2 separate regions of the Sus scrofa genome follow, and region 1 is linked to region 2. The links are chromatin contacts, called in public HiChIP or PLAC-seq maps. All regions are on one chromosome and are shown on one strand. Each heading gives the region's core, a stretch centred on a gene start, on an enhancer-like site or on the middle of the called end of the contact. The rest is flanking DNA. Distances are from core to core; before and after follow the strand shown.

The links. HiChIP or PLAC-seq counts read pairs in DNA pulled down with a chosen protein or histone mark.
Region 1: a contact with region 2 is called in an H3K27ac HiChIP or PLAC-seq map of alveolar macrophages. The contact joins two enhancer-like sites. A contact is called at or near these places in 2 of 2 datasets of contacts at active chromatin or transcription factors (alveolar macrophages and skeletal muscle).

Annotation. Positions count from the first base shown.
Region 1 is chr13:9,921,759-9,925,961 of Sscrofa11.1, reverse strand. No RefSeq gene overlaps it. Among named protein-coding and RNA genes, the nearest start is that of UBE2E2, 80 kb to the left of the region's middle. Within about 2 kb of position 2,496, at least 4 of the 83 cell types and tissues checked have an H3K27ac peak or open chromatin away from gene starts, as enhancers often do. A contact at or near this core is called in alveolar macrophages, where this site is marked.
Region 2 is chr13:9,767,706-9,772,197 of Sscrofa11.1, reverse strand. No RefSeq gene overlaps it. Among named protein-coding and RNA genes, the nearest start is that of UBE2E2, 230 kb to the left of the region's middle. Within about 2 kb of position 2,162, at least 1 of the 83 cell types and tissues checked has an H3K27ac peak or open chromatin away from gene starts, as enhancers often do. A contact at or near this core is called in alveolar macrophages, where this site is marked.

The sequences.
Region 1 (4,203 bases), core at 1,247-3,746, 150 kb before region 2:
TTTCCCCTCTTCAAACTATATGATGTTATTATGTAGTTGCCACGGGAGAGCATATGTTAGCTGCCAAAAACCCAAAACAGATCTTGGATGTTACGCAGGTAAGATTAAGTCATAGTGTTCAATTCTTGTTGAACAAAATATAACATCTATTTGAAGTACCATCTATGTGCTGGAAAATTGCTACTTCTGTTCTTTCCATGCATCTCTGAAATGTAGGTACCTTTATTGGTTTACTCGGATGACAGATTAGTTTTTCAGTGCCCACATTTATTGAAACCCTAAAAGTGATTCTTCCACGAGGACTTAAAAAGCAATTGTTCAGGCTAGAACTTTTAAACACTGTTTACTTTCATATCAAGAAAGCCATCTGTGGTCTCTGAATACACAAATGCCATTTGATTTTATCACACTGTTGAGTGTGTGGCTCAAATGTACTATAACCACAGAATTAGGAAGTGGACTGCCAGTGGTTTTTTCCAAGAGCTCATGGCTTTGAAAAATCAATAAATACTGTCATGCTGCAAAGAGTTTTCAAATCTTGAGAACGATTCTAGAAATTAAACCATGAGCCCTTATCCTACATAGAATGAACTCTTGTATAATCTTACTTATATTAACTATCCATTCAGCTTCAACTCCACTGAACTATCTGGATCTTTAGCCTTTTCAAAACATTTAGGGAGAGAAACTAGTTTTTCCTGCAGGAATCTCCTATAGTTCCATCAGGGCAGAGTGCCTTTGCTCCCAAGGGAGGATGTGTTAGCCTTCACTGTGGTAGGTATATTCCTCTCCAATGCAAAAGAATAGATATTTTCTCCACATTTAATGAACTAATAAATTAAATTCAATTGTATCTTGCATGAGTAAATATGAATAAATACATTAATAATTAAGTCTATTGAGACTCTCATAAGTCTGGTTCATGCTTTCTCCAGGCCAATCTGGATCAGGGGTCAGGTGACCTTTTTTGGAAAGGACCAGACAGTCCTTGTTTCTGGCTCTGCTGGCCATGCGGTTTCTGTCACAAGTACTCATCTCTGTGGTTGGGCCAAAGCAGCCATAGACAATACGTAAACATGGGGATATGGCTGCATTCCAACAAAACTTTATTTACAGAAGAAGAAGAAACACCCACGGTCTGTAACTTGATGACCCCTGATCCAGCTGCCCACGATTGTGCTGTAAATGGAAGCATATTCCAGATGAAGGACACAAGGCTCAAAAGTCCTTTTAGCTTTTATTTTTGGTATTGTTTCTGCTTTTATCCACGGAGAGTTTCATATTCTTACATAGGGAGAACCTTATAAGAGTCCCTTCCATGTATGTTAAGGAAAGCACAGAATGTTAGAGGCAATGTACTTCTGTCTATGCTATGTTCTCTAGAGCTTAATATACTGCCTAGGATTAATAAATGCTAAATAATAATCATTTTTCATTTCACTGTGATACCCTTTATGGAGTCTTATTAGGCACCCTCAGAGGTGTTAACCTGTAACTTTTACAATGTTCTATTACACGTTGTCAGCAGCACCTTTCTGATTAAATCACACTTGAGAGAGCGTTAACTGCAAAGCTGTAAGTATTCCTGACAGGTTGTTCTTACACAGGTTTGGTTTCTCTTGTATAGAGATTAAAAATCTTGTCACAGCTGGTAAAAAATGAAGTACAAGTAAAACCACCAAGTACAAGTAAAACCTCCACAACTCACAAAAGGCAGTTCCCTAGAAATCAGAATTCTGATGGCAGGGATAGATTACCCAGGGTATGATGTGACTGTGCAATGATGATCACTTAATTCACAGCACTGGGTGAGTGATGGCAAAGCCTTTTGTTGGTGGAAGTGTCTTTGTTTGGGGGAAGTGCCTTCTAAGTTGCATAAAGCTTTCATGACAAACTCAAGAATTTCACATCTAGGAGTTCCCATTGTGGCGCAATGGGTTAAGAACCCAACTAGTACCGATAAAGATGTGAGTTTGATCCCTGGCCTCGCTCAGTGGGTTAAAGATCCAGTGTTGCCACAAGCTGCGGTGTGGTTTACAGATTTGTGTTGGATCCCACATTGCTGTGGCTGTGGTGCAGGCCAGGAGCTACAGCTCCCACTTGACTATTAACCCGGGAACTTCCATATGCCACAGGTGCAGTCCTAAAAAGGAAAAAAAAAAAAAAGAAAGAAAAAGGATTTCATGTCTATAACTTCATCTAGACAGATCCAAGTAGTCCTATTTTTTGCATGTGCTCTGAAGATGAGTTTTGCTTTTTTTTTTTTTTTCCCACCACAAAGCTACTTTTTCTTTCCCCTTGTCCTTAGTACATTGGTTGTAAGATTGTCTTTTTGCTGTCCTTCCAGCTTCTTTGCTTAAACTGGACTTGTGCCCAAAGCAGCAGGAGATGCTGTCCCATAAAGCCAGAACATTTTATAAGTACTGGCAGGGAAGGTTTATGACTTCATTCCACAAACAGCACTGAGAGCTGCTGGGGAGGTCCAGGGGAGGAGAGCCGCAGGAACTGCTCGTCTGGGGAAGTGCTGACCGTCGTGGTGCTGAGTCAATGCCAGGCTGAGTTGCTTCTGTGGTTTTATGCCTTGGGTGATGATGGGCAGAATGAGCAGTGGGGATCTTGGTGGTGGGAGCCATGACGAGATTACTGATTAGGAGATACACCGGCCATAGGTAAGCCTGGAGTCCGTCTGGCAGAATATACAATTTGAATTTAGATAGGTGATTTTGACTGCCTTAATACAAAATAATAGTGTGGCTGGTAAAGTGGCTTAATTTTTTAAAATCAAATATAATAGATTTATAATATTGTGATAGTTTCAGGTGTATGGCAAAGTGATTTTTTTTTCCAATTTTTCCCCAATTGTTTTCCACTATTGGTTATTAAAAGCTATTGATAGAGTTCCCCGTGCTATACAGTATGTCCTTGTTGTTTATCCATTTTAAATATAGTAGTTGTTTATCTTATATATAGTAGTGCGTATCTGCTAATCCCAAACTCTTAATTATCCCTCCCCCCACTCTTTCTTTATGTAACCATAAGTTTGTTTTCTATGTCCACAAAATTGCTTAACTTTAAGATATTAAAAGATATGTAAGAGTTCCCTGGTGGCTAAGCAGGTGATCTAGCGTTTTCACTGCTGTGGCTCTGGTTACTGCTATGGCACGAGCTTAATGCCTGGCCCAGAAAATTCCACATTCCATGGAATAAATATTTTTTAAAAAAGGGTGTGTGTTTTTTTTAGCAACATGGATGGACCTAGAACTTATCATGCTAAGTGAAGTCAGCCATACAATGAGACACCAACATCAAATGCTTTCATTGAAAAAAAGGACAGACTGAACTTCTTTGCAGAACAGATGCTGACTCACAGACTTTGAAAAACTATGGTCTCCAAAGGAGACAGTTTGGGGGGCGGGGGGTGTGTGCTTGGGTTGTGGATAGAAATCCTGTGAAATTGCATTGTGATGATCATAGTACAACTACAGGTGTGATAAATTCATTGAGTAATAAAAAAAAAAAGAGGGGGGAAAAAAGTGTGTGTTTTTGCCATCTAGAATCAGCCACCATGAAGAATTTGTTATATTTGCTTTGGCTCCTGTTATGAATGAAACAGCTACTGATCAACTGGAAGTTTTCTGTTTCTCATCTCTCATTCCTTTCACCCCAGAGGTGAGCACGACAGTTAGCACTTGGGGTCGCACTCAAGGGGAGAAGAAGGTGGGACATCACTAGGGATGTCAGGTGGCTGGGCTAAATAGGAGAAGGAGGATCAGGTCCCGGGATCTGGGGGAGAGATCTGTGTAGGTCAGTGGCCTTGAAAGGAGCTATGCCTTTCATTGAGGGACATATCTGCCTAAAGCAGTGCTCAGGACAAAGAAGAGTGAATGGACATCCTAATCTCGCCTTTCTCCAAGGCTCTGACCCCTTGTTGGTGCCGTGCTGTCCACCCTCAGCAAGGAATTTGAGGCACCTGTGGTCCCTACTCTCCAGCCTCCCAGGGCAGGAAAGGTGCTATAGAACAGACCAGAGAGGGCAAATGCCGCAATGATCCAGCACAGTGTGGATCCTGAGCTATTACCAATACTTGTCCCTATACATCAACATGTTAATAAATAGCATATCGCAGGGGCTCTTTTTTCTGTAAATGGACAGACAGTAAACATTTTCGGTTTGGGGGGCCACGTAGAGTCTCTGTCATATATT
Region 2 (4,492 bases), core at 913-3,412:
CTTCTAAAGAAAATTTCTCTAAGCATACACTTATTTACCAAGAAAAGAAACATTTGCTTTATATAAATGGACTCATTGAAGATTCCCCAAAGAAATATATTTGATCCTTTCCAGAAAAGAACCTGACACATTATCTGTTAGAATGGCCATTCCCAAAACCACACTGACATATTTTAAAATTTACGGAACAATAAAAGAAGTTAATGCTTGCATATATTTTGTTTATTACTCTCAGGGATCCCTGTGTCAAGGTATAGCATTTAAAAATACTCTTTTAGGAGTTCCTGCTATGGAATGGCATGGTGGGTTAAGAATCTGACTGCAGTGACTCAAGTTCTGATTTGACCCCTAGCCTAGGAACTTCCGTATGCCGCCGTGTGGAAGTCACTGCAGAGGCACAGATTAGATTCCCGGTCCCATGCAGCAGGTTAAAGGATCCACTGTTGCTGCAGATGCAGCTTAGGTCCCAGGTGTGGCTCAGATACAGTCCCTGGCCCAGGAATTTCTATATGCATTCATAAAAATTTTTTAAATAAAATAAAAATGCTCTTGTATTTCTAGATGGGAAAAACAGCAATTGAAAAGGAATCTTGATTTCTTCTCACTGGTCCCAGCTTAATGGGGAAACAGATACACCCAAGCTTGCATCACTTGTTTGCTAAGAAGCAAGGAGAGAGGAGTCGTTCACTTTGGTGCTTTGATCTATAAAATTGTGATACATAGGATTAGGGAGTTGATAAATGTACATGTTAAGGTGTGTATTGTTTCTGGGTGACAGGTGATGGTGACATACTTGTGATGTTAAATATTTACAACTAAAAGACAGTGGCACTAATCAGTCTAATGACTTTAGCTGTTAGTGTAACTTTTAGTTCCAAGTATAGGTAATACTACGTTCCAAGGTCTTTGTGGTTGATTGATTACAAAAATCATCTTAACTCTCCAGCAGCCTTGAACACATATCCCTGGCAATGGGACTTTGCAACAACTGCCATCAAGAAAGGGAATCTAGGAGTTCCCTTTGTCGTGTAGCAAAAACGAATCTGACTAGTAACTGTGAGGTTGCAGGTTCAATCCCTGGCCTCATTCAGTGGGTTAAGGATCCGGCGTTGCTGTGAGCTGTGGTGTAAGTCGCAGACAAGGCTCAGATCTGGCATTTCTGTGGCTGTGGTGTAGACTGGCTGTAGCTCCTATTCGACCCCTAGCCTGCGAACCTACATATGCCACAAGTGTGGCCCTAAAAACCAAAAAAAAAAAAAAAAGGAAAAGGAAAAGGAATCTATTGCCCCCTCTTCAAATCTGGGATCATTTTTTTTTTTTTGGTCTTTTTGCCATTTCTTGGGTTGCTCTTGCGGCATATGGAGGTTCCCAGGCTAGGGGTCGAATTGGACCTGTAGCCGCTGGTCTACGCCAGAGCCACAGCAGCACAGGATCCGAGCCGCGTCTGCAATCCACACCACAACTCACGGCAACAACGGATCCTTAACCCACCAGTAAGGCCAGGGATCAAACCCGCAACCTCATTAACCACTGTGCCACGACGGGAACTCCCAAATCTGGGATCATCTTACTGCTTTCTTTGGGCAGCAGAGAGTCGCTAAAAGGACAATATATCACTTCTTAGCCTAGACCTCCAGAGGCCATGGGTATTTCTGCTCATGCTGGCATCCCTTTTCCTTCCACGTGAACAAGCCTGGGAAGCCTGCAGGAAAGTGACAGATCATTTGTAGCACAGCTGAGTCATCCCAGCTGAGGACATCCCAGCCCAGCCAGCTTCTAGCTAACCTACCAATTAATTGCAGCCAGTGAACAAGTCTGGCTAAAATCAGCCGGGCCTGGGCCAGATCAAAGAACTCCTGGATGATCTGTAGAATCATGAGCGATAATGAGTCATTTCTCTTTAAAGCCACTTAATATTTTAAAATTTTGATAAATTGGACATGTTACATCTTGTACATTTAAGTTGTATGGCATGTTACTTTGGTACATTTACATATTGCTAGATGATAGCCACTGAAGTAATATTTATCACATTACATCATTTTTTTGTCTGCACCCATGTCACGTGGATGTTCTTGGGCCAAGGATCAAACCTACGCCCACCAATGACCCAAGCCACAGCAGTGACAACGCTGGATCCTTAACCTGCTGTGCCACCAAGGAACTGCTCAGATTACATCATTGTAGGATGATCTTATTGTCTCTCTTCACTATACTGTGCATTAGATCTATAGGGCTTATTTTCTCCTTGTTCCAAGTTTGTACCCTGAAACACCATCCCTCTCATGTCCCCATCCCCCATTCCCTGGTAATCACCATTTTACTTTCTGTTTCTTTTTTTAGGTTTAGCTTTTTGAGGTTCTAATACAAGTGATGTCATACGGTACTTGTCTTTCTTTGTCTGACATATCTTTTTTAGCACAATTTGCTTAAGGTCTATTTATGTTGTTGCAAATGGCAGGATCCTCCTTTCTTATGGTTGAATGGTGTTTCATTGTGTGTATATTTCCCATTTTTTATCCACTCATGGACTGATGGGGAGGGGAGTTGTTTGCATATCTTGGCTATTGTGGATAATGCTGCGATGAACCTGAGTGTGTACATATCTCATCAAAATCCTGTTTTCATTTCCTTTGGGTATATACCCAGAAATGGAACTGCTGGATCTATTTTTAATTTTTTGAGAAAACCCTATGATATTTTCCATAGCGATTGGGCTAATTTTTTCCCCACCAACAGTGTATAGGGATTCCCTTTCCACCATACCCTTGCCAACACTTGTCTGTCTTCTTGATGATTGCCATTATTTTTTTGTCTTTTTTTGTCTTTTTAGGGTCACACTCGAGGCATGTGGAAGTTCCCAGACTAAGGGTTGAATTGGAGATACAGCTGCCAGACTACACCACAGCTTACAGCAAAGCCAGATCTTTAACCCACTATGCAAGGCCAGGGATCGAACCCAAGTCCTCATGGATAGTAGTTGGGTTTGTTACCACTGAGCCATGACAGGAACTCCCGTGATCGCCATTCTGACCAGAGTGAGGTGATAGGACATTGTGGTTTAGATTTGCACCTCCCTGAGCAAATTTCTTCATGTCCTTTTTGGAGAAATGTGTATTTAGTTCTGTCCATTTCTACATCAATTTTTTTTTGTTAAGTTGTATGAGTTCTTTATATATTTTTGAATATTAACCCTTTATTCTGTATATGGTTTGCAAAATTCTTCTCCCATTCCGAAGGCTGCTGTTTCACCTTGTTAACTGTTTCTTTTACTATGCAGAAGCTTTTGAGTTTGATGTAGTGCCGTGTGTTGATTTCTGCTTTTGTCATCTGTGCTTTTGGCCTCATGCCCTCAAAGTCATTGCCAAGACCAAGATCAGGGAGCTTTTCCCCTATGTTTTCTTCCAGGAGTCTTATGATCCATTTTGAGTTAGCTTTTGTCAGTGGTGTGAGACATGGATCTGATGTCTATGTGCTGTGTGTTTTTCCAGTTTTCCTAGCTCCATTTGTTGAAGAGACTATCCTCCCCTGTTGGATGTTCTTGACTTCTTTGTCAAATATTAGTTGATTCCATATGTTGGAATTTAATTCTGGGCTTTTTATGCTGGTAAAATAAATTGGCCTAGTGTGTCTACCTTTTGTGGCAGTACCACATTTTGATCACTGCGGCTTTGTAGTGTAATTTAAAAGCAGGGAGTATAATATCTTCAGCTTTGTTCTTTTTTACTCAAGATTTTAAAGTCACTTAATTTTGAGTTGGTTTGTTACCCAGCATTACTGGGATAATAGCTAATTTGTACGCAATTGGACACACTAATTCTGGATGACAGTGACTCTATAGTATTAGACAGTGATAGTTTTGTGGCTCTGGGTTATATTAACTATGGTTTTAGATAATAGTGGCCTTGTGGTTCTGGTATTGGGGGTTCAATGATGATGGAATTTGAAGGTAATTATAGCAACATAGCTAATATTTATGGCTTTTGATAATGATGTACTTGTGCTTTTGATGGTTATGGTGCTTATGCTAAAAGGTGTTTATTTTGCTGACGGTACTTCATATGATGATATGTATGATATGCTAGGAAACTCAAATTTTCTACCAGGTTACCACAATTTGTTAACTAAATGACAGCTTTTAATACCACTAAGTTTCCAAGGAAGCTAAATATACACTGTTCTTAGTTTCTTGCTAGACTGGGAAAGTTGAGATAATGGTAGGTTTCTTCTCACTGTGTGTGTATGTATGTGTGTGTGTGTGTGTGTGTGTGTGTGTGTATGCACACACACAGCAGGGAGACTATAAGGGATTCCTGGCTATTGCACTGTATGTGTGGAGGTCAACCTTCACTATGCCAATCTGTTCCAACTGGCACAGATGCCAGAATTAGTGACCTTTTTCAGAAAAAAAAACAACCCTTCTCTGGGCCTCACTTCAGCCTTTACAAGAATGACTTATAAATTGGTGTAAAATATCTGATTATCTTTTTTC